Regions from separate parts of the Mus musculus genome. Here region 1 is linked to region 2. The links are chromatin contacts, called in public HiChIP or PLAC-seq maps. All regions are on one chromosome and are shown on one strand. The core of a region is the stretch at or near the end of the contact, and the rest is flanking DNA. Distances in the headings are between cores, read along the strand shown. Region 1 overlaps Tada2a (transcriptional adaptor 2A). Region 2 overlaps Synrg (synergin, gamma).

Region 1 (3,183 bases), core at 103-2,602, 110 kb before region 2:
CTGAGTTGCTCTTCAAGCAGTAAAGATTGGGAGCCCGGCATTCATGATTGTAGCCTAGCCTTGGGAGAGACTTTCGAGGTAGTCCATGATTTCATCTCTATTTCTGAGCAGGGTAAGCCCTCGGCCCTTTTGATGTCCTTGAGAATCAGGTTTTCCAGAACAAATTAAGCAGTTCCTTCTGCCCCGTTCCAGTGCCAGCCCTCATAAAACTTACCTCATTGCATCCATCCCCATCTGAGCATTCATCCTAAGACTAAATTCAGAATAAAACCAGGCACAGGTGATGGCTCCAAGGAAAAGATGCTTGGATGCGAGACTAGCAAGCCACTAAAGCTAGAAGTGGGGATTAACACCACACAGTTGTCCTCTGACCTCACATCTGTGCCTTGCACCATACACACTTTATGCCCATCACAATACAGTTTAAAAAAACAAAACAAAACAAAACCACACATTAGTCTGGCCTGGCTGCCTCCTGCTTAGGTTTCTTTCTCAGACATGAAGTTGGTCACTGCTTTACTATATAGTAACTATAGCATTTGGCTTGTTCCAGTGTGGATCTTTTGAGTTAAACATCACCCACTTCTTTTCAAAGAAAAATAAATGAACAAGCAAGACCTTTGGTGGTGACTCTGCCTTTGATCTGAAGGTATATAGTACTTGGTTAATTACCACGTGTGACTTGTCCTGCTAAAGACTAGTGACAAGAGAGAATATCTCCTGAGGGATTCCTGTCTCCGTTTGTCAGCTGTCAAGACAGATTAGAACATACTCTTTCTGTTCAGGATGGACATCTGGTTCCAGAATTTAGAGGAACCTGTTTGAGAGAAACAGATAACTAATGACTCCACTATGCCGATCATTCATTGAGACGAAGGTGTGCATGATCGTATCTGTACTTTGATAGGGCAGAGAGCTTATAGATTGTTATTTTTATTTCAAATGAATGTTAGAGTGACTGTGTTGGTGACTTTTTCTACTGCTATGATAAGACACCTTGACCAAGGCAACTTATAAATGAAAGGGTTTATTTGGGCTATGGTTGCAAAGAATTAGACTCCACGATCCAGGGCAAAGGTATGGCAGCAGAAAGAGCCAAGGGCTGTCATCTTGACCTGCAGTTAGGAAGCAGAGCACACACTGGGAATAACTAGAGGCTTTTGAAACCTCAAAGCCCACCACCTCCCCCCAGTGACATATTTCTATTAAGGCCACACCTCCTAATCTTTCCCAAACAGTTCCACCAATTGGGGACTAGACATTTAAATATCAGCCTGTTGGGGCTGTTCTCATTCAAACCACTTTATTGACTGAGGAGCTAGCTAAACCAGCCTACAGGAGTGGGTCAGGCTTTCTGTTTTACACTTGAATAGTTACACCTCTGAGATATTTGTTCTTTTGAATCTGCGTCCATAGGAAGGCGAAGTGCACCACCATTGAACCTCACGGGTCTCCCTGGTACAGAGAAACTCAATGAAAAGGAAAAGGAGGTAATAAAAGGGAGGGAACTGGAGGAAAGAAAAGAGGGGCTGACTGATCCATCCGTTCTCGTTACAATCCATTACAATGTCAAACCTGTTTCACTGCACTTGTCTGAGAAGTCTGGGAGCTAAAGAGCTAACCTTGGCAAGCAGCAGAAAACTGCTCTCATCTTTCAGCTACCTCTCCCCTTCAGAGAGAAGCTTATGGAACAATGTCACTTAAGTAATAGTGGCGGCTGTCATTTATTGAGCATTTAGTGTAAGTCAGACTTTTTGTAGACTAAAGTAGCTTTTACATGAAAATAGGACTTTCTTATTAAAATGGGTGCTTTCAGAAGTTCTGAATTTAGCCGGGCGCGGTGGCGCACGCCTTTAATCCCAGCACTCAGGAGGCAGAGGCAGGCGGATTTCTGAGTTCGAGGCCAGCCTGGTCTACAAAGTGAGTTCCAGGACAGCCAGGGCTATACAGAGAGACCCTGTCTTGAAAAAACAAAACAAAAAAAAAAAGAGAAGTTGTTCTACATTTATTCTAACAATGTAACCATCACTTAAAATGTTTTTGTAGTTGTCTCCACAGCATGTTTATAAGTGTAGGGAAAATAATTCAGTGTCATATGTAGTTTGCACAGGGTCTCACAATGTAACATTGACTGGCCTGTAACTAACTAAATCCCTATGTAGTGCTCCTGGCCACAGACTCAACAGATATCTGCCTAGCTCTGCCTCTCAGGTGCACTGGCACACACAAGCACACCTATGGCACATTAATGGATTAATTTTTATTTATTTATTTGGTTTTTTGAGACAGGGTTTCTCTGAATAGCCCTGACTGTCCTGGAACTCACTTTGTAGACTAGGCTAGCCTCAAACTCAGAAATCCGCCTGCCTCTGCCTCCCAAGTGCTGGAATTAAAGGCGTGCGCAACCACGCCTGGCTAATTTTGATTTTCAATAGTATTGTTCTTTTAGCGTTATCATCAGGAGATTGTCCCTGTGTTGCTGTTTTAAGGTCTGCACGTTAAAACAGCAACACAGGGACAATCTCCTGAATATATCTTTAATTTTAGCACTAGAAAGCCTGAGAGCAAAGAGGCTATCTCAAACAAAAAATCTACTTGGGTGGTACCTTTATCCCAGCCGTTGGGGCCTGAGGCAGGAAGATCAGGAGTTCAAGCCAACCCACAACTCTCAACTATCTCGTGGGCAAAGGCAGCCTGCACTACCAAAGACCCTGTCTTAAAACCAAACCAACCAACAAAAAATGTAACAGAAGAGGAGCTAGTCTCTTGCTCCATTGCAGTTCCTAGTGTCTGTCTCCCCACCTGCTGATCCATAGCATTTAAGAAGTCACGATGCAGGGACTTTTACTAGTCTTATTGTATCTATCAGAAATAATAAACATTTGGGGGGGTATAGAAAGAAGTATGTGTTGAAGAAAGTCACACACTAGTTTCTCAGTGTGTGTGTGTTGAATAGTCTGGCATTCCAAGCATCTTTTTACTGCTTGGAATGTGATGGTGACTCAGAATGCTCCTTGCTGAGTAATGGCAGGTGAACTGAACTAAGCCTACTTTCTGCAATCGCAGTAAAGATGGCCCCTCCCCATGGTAGGAGATGGTAAGAGCATAGGCTACTCTCTTCTGCTAATCCCAACAATATCGATGAGTTTGACACTCAGGAATCCAGTCAGTCACTGCAATGCC
Region 2 (3,133 bases), core at 389-2,888:
TCTTGCTTTTTTGGAGTGTTTGTGCTGGGGAGGCCCTGCTACATCCTAGGAACAGCACATCTTTCCACTCCACAAAACTTTCCGATGCCTGCAAATCTGCCTGACAGCTTTACTACCACTCACAAGATGCTCTGAGCCAGAACCTCCAGCAAAGCCCCGCTTGAATTCCTGACTCCTAGGCACATAACAGCATAACAAGATGCTTACTTTGTAGAGTTTGGGGATTGCCTACTACATAACAGTAGATAATAACACGTACGATCATGAACTCTGGGAGCCGAATGAATGGGTTGCTTACTATCTATTGGGTTATCTGCTTGTTTGTTCCCTTACTCTGTATGTTTGTACGTGTCTCTGAGACCCTCCCCCACACTCTAGAACTAACTTTATAGCCAGGCTGGCCTCTAACTTCCTGGGTGCGGGAATTACATGTGTATACCACCACTCCTGTTTTTTCTCAACTTCGTCTGTGCCCTCGTTTCTCATCTGTAAAATAGCTTAATGCTTATTATGTCAAGGTAATTTTATTCTTCTTCCCTGTCCTTACATGAACACTTACACAGCCATTGCTGTGTGAAGCACATATAACACGGGGACAGGAAAACCATGGGGAACGTCTCGTGTGCATTTGTATCTCCTAAATTTCTCCAGTGAAATAGTCCCAAGAGCAGAGAAGTACAAATAGCCCTTTGGGGTTTAGTAAACAATCAGTGTCTCCTATAAAAGGGGACAGTTCCATATGCCTTATGCTTGGCAGTGAATAAAACAGCCTGAGCACAAATTATGTTCTAATTTTGCACTTTACCACACCCTCAAGCTTATCAATCCTATCAGGCATGTGCACCCTGTGGGCTGCATGCAGCTGATCTGAGGATAATCATGAATGCAGCCCAATATAAAAATCACCAGTTTACTTTACACCACAGGAACACTGTAAAAACTTGATTTGTGGTTCCCAATTGTGGACGATAATGCAATGCTGCAGGTAATGAGGTTTTGCTTCCTGGTTTATTTTTGAGACAGGGTCTTACTGTATAGATTAGGCTGGTCTCATATCACAGAGATCTGCCTGTCTGCCTTTGAGTACTGGCTTAACCATCATGCCCCCCCACCCCACCTCACTTTCTTTCTTTAACAAATATTCATCTGAAAGAAGCACAGAGATATCATGGTGGAAACTGCCTGTAATTCCAGCAGTGGGTAGACTAGGGCAGGACAGAGGTTAGAGAGGCTAGAGGTAGGAATATACAGTCAGATGCTATTTCAGAAACCAAACATATACTACACAGTAAAGGGAAAAAACAATATACACATCTCTCTTGTTTCATCATTTGCTCTCCGTGTTTCTTACTGCCTAATTTCAGAAGCACAAATATTTGCATCGACAGGAAACAGCTGGCAGAGGCAGGCTACTTGCTGACCCATTCAGTGCTTTGTTCAGATTCTCCAGGGTCTACTCCATGGCAGCCAGCATCCTAACAGCACAGCAGTGAACAGACCCAGAACTTTACCCTATGGAAATCATGCTGTAATTGGAGACAACAAACAATAAAAACAAAAAACCAAACCCCTACAGGTCAAGTCACCATAAGAGCTGGGGCAAGACTACAGAACAATGGGAAGACAGGAGCCAGAGGACCCAGCCCTCGCTCTTCTGTGGCATGCTTTTGTGAGCAGGGGGTATGAGTACAAGGACCTGAAGGAAGGAAGGAGCCAGCAACACAGACATCCAAGAAAGAGAACTGAAAGGACACCAAAGGCAGAGAGTGTGGGGTCTTGTTGGTGACCAGAACAGAGGCGACACAGCCTGTCCCTCTCCCATTGTTACGTCCTAATGGTCATTCTGCATTTGAATGGGTGGTTCGGGTATTTTGAATGGAACATTTAAAGCACAAAAGTGTACAGAGTGAAAAGTAAGTTTTCTCTCCTTCTCTCTCGATCAAGTCCACACTGTACTGTGGGCAGCACTGCTGTTGTGAATGTTTTTAGAAATGATCTGTGCTTCAAGTCTTCAAATGATGAAAAGCCTACTCTAAAATGCTTTTAAAAAGCCCTCATGCTGGACAAGGTGGCACAAGCCTGTGATCCCCATACCCTGGAGTTAGAGGCTGGAGGATCAGGAGTTCAAGGTCACTCTCAACTTCATAGTGAGTTCCAGAAAAGCCTGGGGCACATGAAATCCTGTCTCAAAAACAGAACAAGAGCTGGTGAGTTGCCTCAGTGGGGAAGGGGCAAACCTGACAACCTAAGTTCAATACCTAGAACCTTCCTGGCGGAAGGAGAGAACCAACTCACATGAACTATCTATCCTCCTACCTACATGTACACACCTACTGCGGGACTGATACACAGACACAAACTACATGCATTTTTAAGGAGAAAAAAAAAAGTCACTAAAAACAACAGTAACAGCAAACCCCTCCAAAACGATGGTTAAGAGCACATGCTGCTCTTGACAGAGGACCTGGATTCGATCCCCAGCACCTCTGTGGTCCCAGCATGTGACTTAAAACCACAGGTAGCTCCAGTTCCTGGTGATATGACAACTCTTCTGACCTTCATAGACTCCAACATTCAGCCGTACACAAATATGCACTCAGGCACTGTACTGGCTGGTTTTGTGTGTCAACTTGACACAGCTGGAGTTATCACAGGGAAAGGAGCTTCAGCTGAGGAAATGCCTCCATGAGATCCAGCTGTAAGGCATTTTCTCAATTAGTGATCAAGGGGGGAGGTCCCCTTGTGGGTGGTGCCATCTCTGGGCTGGCAGTCTTGGTTCTATAAGAGAGCAGGCTGAGCAAGCCAGGGGAAGCAAGCCAGTAAGGAACATCCCTCCATGGCCTCTGCATCAGCTCCTGCTTCCTGACCTGCTTGAGTTCCAGTCCTGACTTCCTTTGGTGATGAACAGCAGTATGGAAGTGTAAGCCGAATAAACCCTTTCCTCCCCAACTTGCTTCTTGGTCATGATGTTTGTGCTGGAATAGAAACCCTGACTAAGACAGGCACACACACATACAGACACACACATACAGACACACACATACAGACACACACATACAAACACATACACACACAATAAATGTCTTCAAAAATTCCATTTAGAATTAGAAGTATCAGGCAATCTTTGGATCTT

The links. HiChIP or PLAC-seq counts read pairs in DNA pulled down with a chosen protein or histone mark.
Region 1: an H3K27ac HiChIP or PLAC-seq map of embryonic stem cells shows a contact between it and region 2, with 6 read pairs. The contact joins two enhancer-like sites. A contact is called at or near these places in 4 of 39 promoter capture datasets (cranial neural crest, liver and pre-B cells), 2 of 484 Hi-C or Micro-C datasets (embryonic stem cells and nephron progenitors), 2 of 115 datasets of contacts at active chromatin or transcription factors (craniofacial prominence and embryonic stem cells) and 3 of 9 other capture datasets (adipose tissue, liver and pancreatic islet).

The regions. Positions count from the first base shown.
Region 1 is chr11:84,080,345-84,083,527 of GRCm38.p6, reverse strand. Tada2a (transcriptional adaptor 2A) reads left to right here. Exons shown (of 16, transcript NM_172562.3): 15 at 1,417-1,490. Among named protein-coding and RNA genes, the nearest start is that of Dusp14, 14 kb to the right of the region's middle. Within about 2 kb of position 1,352, at least 3 of the 459 cell types and tissues checked have an H3K27ac peak or open chromatin away from gene starts, as enhancers often do. A contact at or near this core is called in embryonic stem cells, where this site is marked.
Region 2 is chr11:83,973,411-83,976,543 of GRCm38.p6, reverse strand. The region is part of intron 2 of Synrg (synergin, gamma); the gene reads right to left. Among named protein-coding and RNA genes, the nearest start is that of Synrg, 11 kb to the right of the region's middle. Within about 2 kb of position 1,638, at least 14 of the 459 cell types and tissues checked have an H3K27ac peak or open chromatin away from gene starts, as enhancers often do. A contact at or near this core is called in embryonic stem cells, where this site is marked.